Linked DNA regions of Zea mays: region 1 is linked to region 2. A link is a contact called in public Hi-C data. All regions are on one chromosome and are shown on one strand. The core of a region is the stretch at or near the end of the contact, and the rest is flanking DNA. Distances in the headings are between cores, read along the strand shown.

Region 1 (3,288 bases), core at 83-2,582, 110 kb before region 2:
AGTATACAACTATCAAGCTTATTTGTTACAACGTGGGATGTGAGTTAGGCAAAAAATTTAGTTACCTCTCTATGTATTCTGATGCACCATGTTTGAAGTGAGTGCCACCTCCAGGAAACCACCAAAGTTTGCCCTTCTCATGCACCCAGTTCTGTCCTCCTTTGACCTCAGCAAGATGTGAATGGTTGACATTACTACGCCATACGTAGTCTCGGCTTGTTGGCCATCTTATTGGTATCTTGTAGTCATTTGGAGGGGGCACCAAACAAAACAACCGCTTCTCCCATGGAGGACAAATACTTTCAAGATCCACATGCCTAGATGTATCCAGGCTCTTCAAGCTGCTTATATAGGCTCCATCATGGCAGGGGACATACTCATTGTATTCCAAAGGACACACATCAACTCCGTGATCTGGAACTGTCACTGATTTTGCCCGGTACGTACGAGAAACTCTGTTGGTAAACACTGGAACATCTGTAACTGAAAACAAAACAGATTTCACCAAATTGGCATGGAAACATAATGAAAAATACAAGGCATCTTGATATGGTAAGCTAGGAGGATGGGACAAGTAGACAGATGAGCACTCTAGTATCAACATAAGTTGCTGCAACTGCAAAGAGAAACAATAAAAAAACAAAGTTCAGGCATAGCACCTACTGAAATGGGTTAAGGCCTAGTTCTTGGAGAATTATGAATTATTTTTTAACATACTAGCCCGCACTATAGTAACCTAATCCTTTGTTGCTGGCAGAAAGCGGGTCCCAAATCTCAATCAAACTATTCCTGCAAACTACCGTCTGCTCAAATAAGGTATAGAGAGTAAACCGCTAGAACCAATCGCCTAACAAGCGCCCCTTTACTAACGATGCAGGAGCGTCAACACGAAACCTGCAACAATAAATCGGAATCCGCCACTCAAATTTCAAACATAGCAAGGAACCATAAGCCAGATTTTCTAAGAAGCCTGGACGAAGTGGACTGGGAAATGCTATCCTTCGGCGGATCGCGACGGTGTCAAACGCTCGGAGAGAGATGAAGCTAGGCACCTTTGGCCCTGAAGGAATCGGGCGATCGGGGGCGCGAAGGGGGCAGTACGAGCGCAGGGGACGCGGAGGAGCCGAAGAGGGTGCCGGCGTAGAAAGAAGCTGCGACGAGAGCGACGCCCAGGAGCAGGAGCTGCACGGACCGCGGCTCCACAGCCGCCAACGCCGGCGACCACCACCGCCGCATCTCACTACTGCTTAAGAGTCCCGCTCTTCAACATTCCCGGTACATTTTGCTTCAGATTGAAGAGTCTTTTCCCTGTAAGCTATTATAAGAATTTACAAGTCCATTACAAATACTACATGGTTATATAATGTTACTTGTCCGAATTTTTTCCCTACACACCATTTTGTTGACATCTATATCATTATATAATTCACCATTTTAAAATTTACAAAACCCACGTAACCAAATCATCCCTACCTCAAACTCCACTGGTGCATTTGGTTGTAATGATGGGATAAAATGGGATGGGACGACCCCGGCATAAGTTTGTTTAATTAAGGGCCAGAGATTAAAATAGAACTATCTCAGTGATATTACCAGCTATCCCTTAAAATTATAGAGACGAGATGAGACACTAGAGGGCTTAACCTATCTCATTCACAATACCTAGAGTTGAGGGTAGTCCTCAATTAACAAAATCACACATGGAGCTTTCTAAGGGCTCTAGACAAATGTATAAGTTAGGGTATTTTGTTTCATCGGTCAAGATGCAATAGTCTATGATCAGATTAAGGATAGATTATTGTACTATTAAAAGGGGAGTATAATTAGACAACTCAGTCAACTAGTGCCACTAAGTTCTGAAATCATATGCATCAAATATAGGCCTAAGTAACATGTGAGAGCAAGCAAAAATGTTTAAAAACATTTTAAAAATGCTAACAATCCTCTCATGTGTTCGGTAAAAACATTTAAGAGTTAGCATGCTTAAGAAAAGATGAAAGTCCTCTTAGTGCAGTTTTTCAGAAGGCATCAGACATGTTCGATGGTGCACTAAATAGATGTAAGGCTCACACACATTGCACAGTTTTTCAACCAAGCACAATGGAGTCTGTTATGCAACGAATATGCCTCACTAGACGTGTTAGGTGCATCACCAGATGGCCCATTAGATATGGAACCGTGACAGCATGTCAAATTTGTGTTCAACTCTATAGTGCACTAGATGTGTCCGATGTGGCACCATATAGCATACTAGACAAGGCACTTGGAGAGCATGTAAAATGAGCTCTTTGACTTATATAAGCATTAGACATTTTTAGTGGAGCTTTTGGTAAGAGCACCGAATACCTAACAATGTTAATGACTGGTTTATAGCCAATAAAATGACCAGTCTTACCACATTCGAAGCACGAACGCTTTCCGCTTGATTTGTTCTTGTTGGGGTAGTCCTTGCGTCCCTTCAATGCAGTTTTGAAGCGCTTTATTACAAGCGTCATTTCTTCCTCATTAAGTTCGGCAGCCTCCACTTATGCTACCTTTTTGGTAGCAACGCCATGCTGGTCGTTGCTTTGAGTGCAACGAGTTGCGACTCATAAAGAGGAAGAGGTTCATTGGCGATGTCGTCAACGTACCTTGCTTCTTTCACCATCATTTACCCGCTTACAAACTTACTAAGTATTTCCTCGGGCGACATTTTGGTGTACCTAGGGTTTTCACGAATAAGGTTGATAAGATGAGGATCAATTACAGTAAATGACCTTAACATGACGCGCACGACGTCGTGATCCGTTCATCTTGTGCTTCTATAGCTTCATATCTTGTTCACCAGGGTCTTGAGCCTGTTGTACGTTTCAGTTGGCTCCTCTCCCCTTTTTATGGTAAATCTCCCCAGCTCTCCTTCCACCAACTTCATCTTGGTGATCATTTCCCTCATGAGAGATCTTGAGGGTATCCCATATTTGTTTGGTGTTGTCCAAGCCACTAACCTTGTTGTATTCATCCCTACATAGAGGTGCTAACAAAACAATAGTAGCTTAAGCATTTTTATGAATTTGCTCATTGATAAATATGACGTTATCATTACTATCAAAATTCATTTCATTTTCTACCACTTCCCAAATACTAGGATGAAGAGAAAATAAATGATTATGCCTTTTATGACTCCAAAAAGAGTAACCTTCCCCATAAAAGTGAGGGGCTTGCCAAGTGGAATGGATAATAAAGGAGCATTTGAATTGTATGGAATACGAGAGTAATCAAAAGAATGATTTTGATTAACCATCTTTTTCT
Region 2 (3,436 bases), core at 241-2,740:
ACTGATGCCTTGAGCATCGGTCCCTCCGCCGTACATTCTTTTCTTCGTAATTGTGTATGTTTTACTGTTTTTTACTGCTTATGCGAGTAGTCATACACACATGCACATACATGTCGTCACATACATCACATTGGTTTTCTGGATTAAATTAAAACTAATAATGTCTAATTTTCTAACAGCACATGCTCTTGGCTCATGCCAAAAACCAAAGCTACAGCTTAATATTGAATTCCTCCACTAGGGTAGAGGCAAGGCCTAGCACCATCAAACACACATATGTTTCATAAAACTAGTGAAGCCTTTTCTTTTGCCTTTGGTAACCTTGGAAGAAGCTTTCCTCCACCAAGATAACTGATTAGAACTCCTGATTGTGTTCTACCAAAAAAATCAATTTTTTATTAATATGGCTCTAGTGGGGAAAATTTTCTATAAAAAATTATATGGTCCCAGCAACACAAAAATTATTTGAAGTTCAAAATTTCGTCTCTAGGCATAAAAACAAAATAAATATTGTTTTAAACCCATTAACCCAAAAAATTATAAAATGGGATACATGGCGTTTCACACTGTTGTGTAGTTACATGAGCTCATTCACTCTCTGCTCCGCTATTTTTTCTTGGGTCCACACGGCGGCGGCGTGGAAACCGCTCCCAAAGCGGTGAGATTCACTCGGGTTGCAGCATTTCTCGACGGTCCAACAGTGGATCTCGGTGCTTATATGGTTAAATAGTTGTAGAATCAATTATTTAGTGTACTCCATATGTTTCATGGTGTTAAGGAGCTTAGTGTTGGTTACAGAACGAGTAGATCAAGCTAGGTTATCTAGTTGTTCGCTTCGGATTAATGCCAGCTGGGCGGAGTGTTGCAGCTGTAAGAAAATAGTAGAAGCCGTTTCGGATTAAAGCCAAACGAATAGCTTGTATATATAGTTTTGTTAGTTAAAACAAGTAGATCGACGTGACCAAATTGCGGTTGCTATTTGCATAATTATGTTTTATGTGTTTTTGTACATCAAATTATTTATGAATATATTGTTATTCATTGTGCAACATGACTTAAATAAAATACAGACAAATTCTACCAAAATTTTTTTTTTCCTAACCAAACTCCGTTACCCGATCAAAAATCACCGAAATTCGGTCAAAAGGTAGAGAAATCCGGTTAGTTAAATTTGAAATCGTAAACCGGTCGAAATTCCGTTATCTCCTGTTTTCGTCGTGGGGCGAAATTCGGTCCAAAACGGTACCTTTAACCCTGTGTTCTAGTTTATTTAATCCGGCATGCCAGCAGAGAGGGGGCGCGCCGATTTAAATGGGCGCCGGCCGTCAACACGAGGGAGGGTCGGTAGGTGAGGCGAACGGGAGGGCGGACCGGTAGGTAGGTGAGGCGAACGGCACACGACGCCAACGGCGACGGGGGGGTTGGTGGGGGCTGGTCGAGCTCGCGCCACGGGACCCTTTTGCTGCGGCGCGGCTACTCACAACGTGGAGAGCTGCAGGCGCCCAAACGCCGCGTGTGGACGTGGAGGCTCCTGTACGACGTACGTGGACCTTTTGCAGTGCAGGCAGGCGCACCAAGGCCCGGTGACACAACGACGTGTCGGTGTCATTGCTCCATGCCCGATAGTCATTTTCCTAACAGCTCCGTAACCTCCGTTAAGACTTTCTTAAGCAGTTGTGCTTCAACCAAAGCAGCAGTGCAAATTTGACCTGCACAAAAAAGCAGAGGATGCGGGGCAACAAGCCGAAGCAGCAGGGTAGGTAGACTCATGTTACTTGCACATCATGCTGCTAAGACGGGACAAAACAAATTTTGCTCCCCGTGTCAACTCTCTGTTTATGTTTAGCATACTACTCCCTTGTTTCTTAGAGGAATCGATTCTCTTTCCTTTTAGAGTCAAACGGCGATTTGTAAATTTATTTAAATCTATTAAGAAAAAGTACTAACATTTCATTAATATCATTAAACTAATCAGAAAATACATTTTTGTAGTGTATCTATATAGAATAAAAAACTAATAACATTGTATAGAAATATAGTTCATCTTAAAATTTAAATCCAAAAAAAATTAGACAGAGTTAGTGTTTTCCCGCGACAGAAGATCAGAGCCTCAACTAAACTGTTAGTGACCTACTCCAACCACTTTGACCGTGTTTGCTATTTGTATGCCGCCACCACTATGCAACTGGTGATATGTTAAACGGCTTCTACTTTTGACTAAAATCGTACGTACCAACCCACCAACCCCTTTGCACGTGATAAAATTTTAATATACATAATTATTACTACCTACGTTCTAAATATTTATCGTTCGCTAGTTCATTTTTAAACTAAAACGCGACAAATAGAAAAGAACTAAAGGGTCATAGGTTCCTAAATCATTTAACTAAACTATTAAAAATACCTATCTTTGCGGCCTTCGTTTTACATATTTTCTAACACGATTGAACGAACGCAGAGCGATGGATCGCTTAAAAGCTAAGGTCCACAACAAACCACTTACAAAACCCTATGCATGTTCTATCTTGATATGTAATAGTTACTTTTTTTAGATGTTATTCTCGAGTTCATTGAGTAAAAATTGTAATTCACTCCTCCTAGTTCCATTTACTTTTATTCCCCATTTTGGATCATTGGAATTGAATTCCATTCTAATAATAGTAATTTAGGCATATATCAATTAAGCTAATTCGATTTTATGCAAAATATATTTGTATAATATTATTAACAAGATGTCAGAGATATTTATGTGCTACATTTTTACTATAGAGGAGTGAGACGAAGAGTGTCATGTAAGTTACAGAGTAGAAACAAATTCTACTAATGCATAAAATCATTTTCCATCCTCCACCCCATGAATTTAAGATAGACTTATATCTGAACTTTGGAAAGTGGTGGAATCTCAAATTCTATACTAAATAGGTTATTTGATTGAGTGAATTCCAATTCCTCTAAAATGAAGGGATCCAAACGCCCCGTTAATGATTTTTAATTTTCCCAAAAGAATAGATAGAGATTCATGCTAATAAAGAATAGCTAAGGAAAACAAAGCATTGATGCAAAAAGCTCACATCTCGTGTAAAGAAAGTTAGAAAAACTTGATGAGTTTTTAGAATGGAAGTTTCTGACCTTAGATTTCATTATTTGAGGAGCTTAGAGTCCATAGAAGTTCTAACAAGAAGTTTGTTTATCAGCATAAAGCCCTTCACCGAGCCATGAGATGATCCACTATATTCACTGCAGCATCATGCATCATGGGGCCTGCCTAATCACCAACTTAAAACGAATTTCCCTCGTGAATGCATTGAGGAAAAGACAAGACATTTTCGATTGACATGTATTAAACACATTTCTTGATCTATGTTAGGTGGGTGGGTTAAGTGCACTTACCAATCGAAGATTGTTGTCCTGGTTCACTTGAATTTTCTTTCATTCT

Evidence for each region. A called contact is a pair of places that touch in the nucleus more often than the background predicts.
Region 1: a Hi-C map of leaf shows a contact between it and region 2, with 2.0 times the contacts expected there. The contact joins the promoter of LOC100285434 here to the enhancer-like site in region 2. A contact is called at or near these places in 3 of 25 Hi-C or Micro-C datasets (endosperm, leaf and tassel).

The regions. Positions count from the first base shown.
Region 1 is chr8:85,625,440-85,628,727 of Zm-B73-REFERENCE-NAM-5.0, reverse strand. It overlaps LOC100285434 (ankyrin like protein), which reads right to left and starts at 1,332. Exons shown (of 7, transcript NM_001158327.1): 1 at 1,053-1,332; 2 at 66-483. The coding sequence starts at 1,236.
Region 2 is chr8:85,515,660-85,519,095 of Zm-B73-REFERENCE-NAM-5.0, reverse strand. No RefSeq gene overlaps it. Among protein-coding and RNA genes, the nearest start is that of LOC100272801, 15 kb to the right of the region's middle. Within about 2 kb of position 1,490, at least 17 of the 20 cell types and tissues checked have an H3K27ac peak or open chromatin away from gene starts, as enhancers often do. A contact at or near this core is called in endosperm, leaf and tassel, where this site is marked.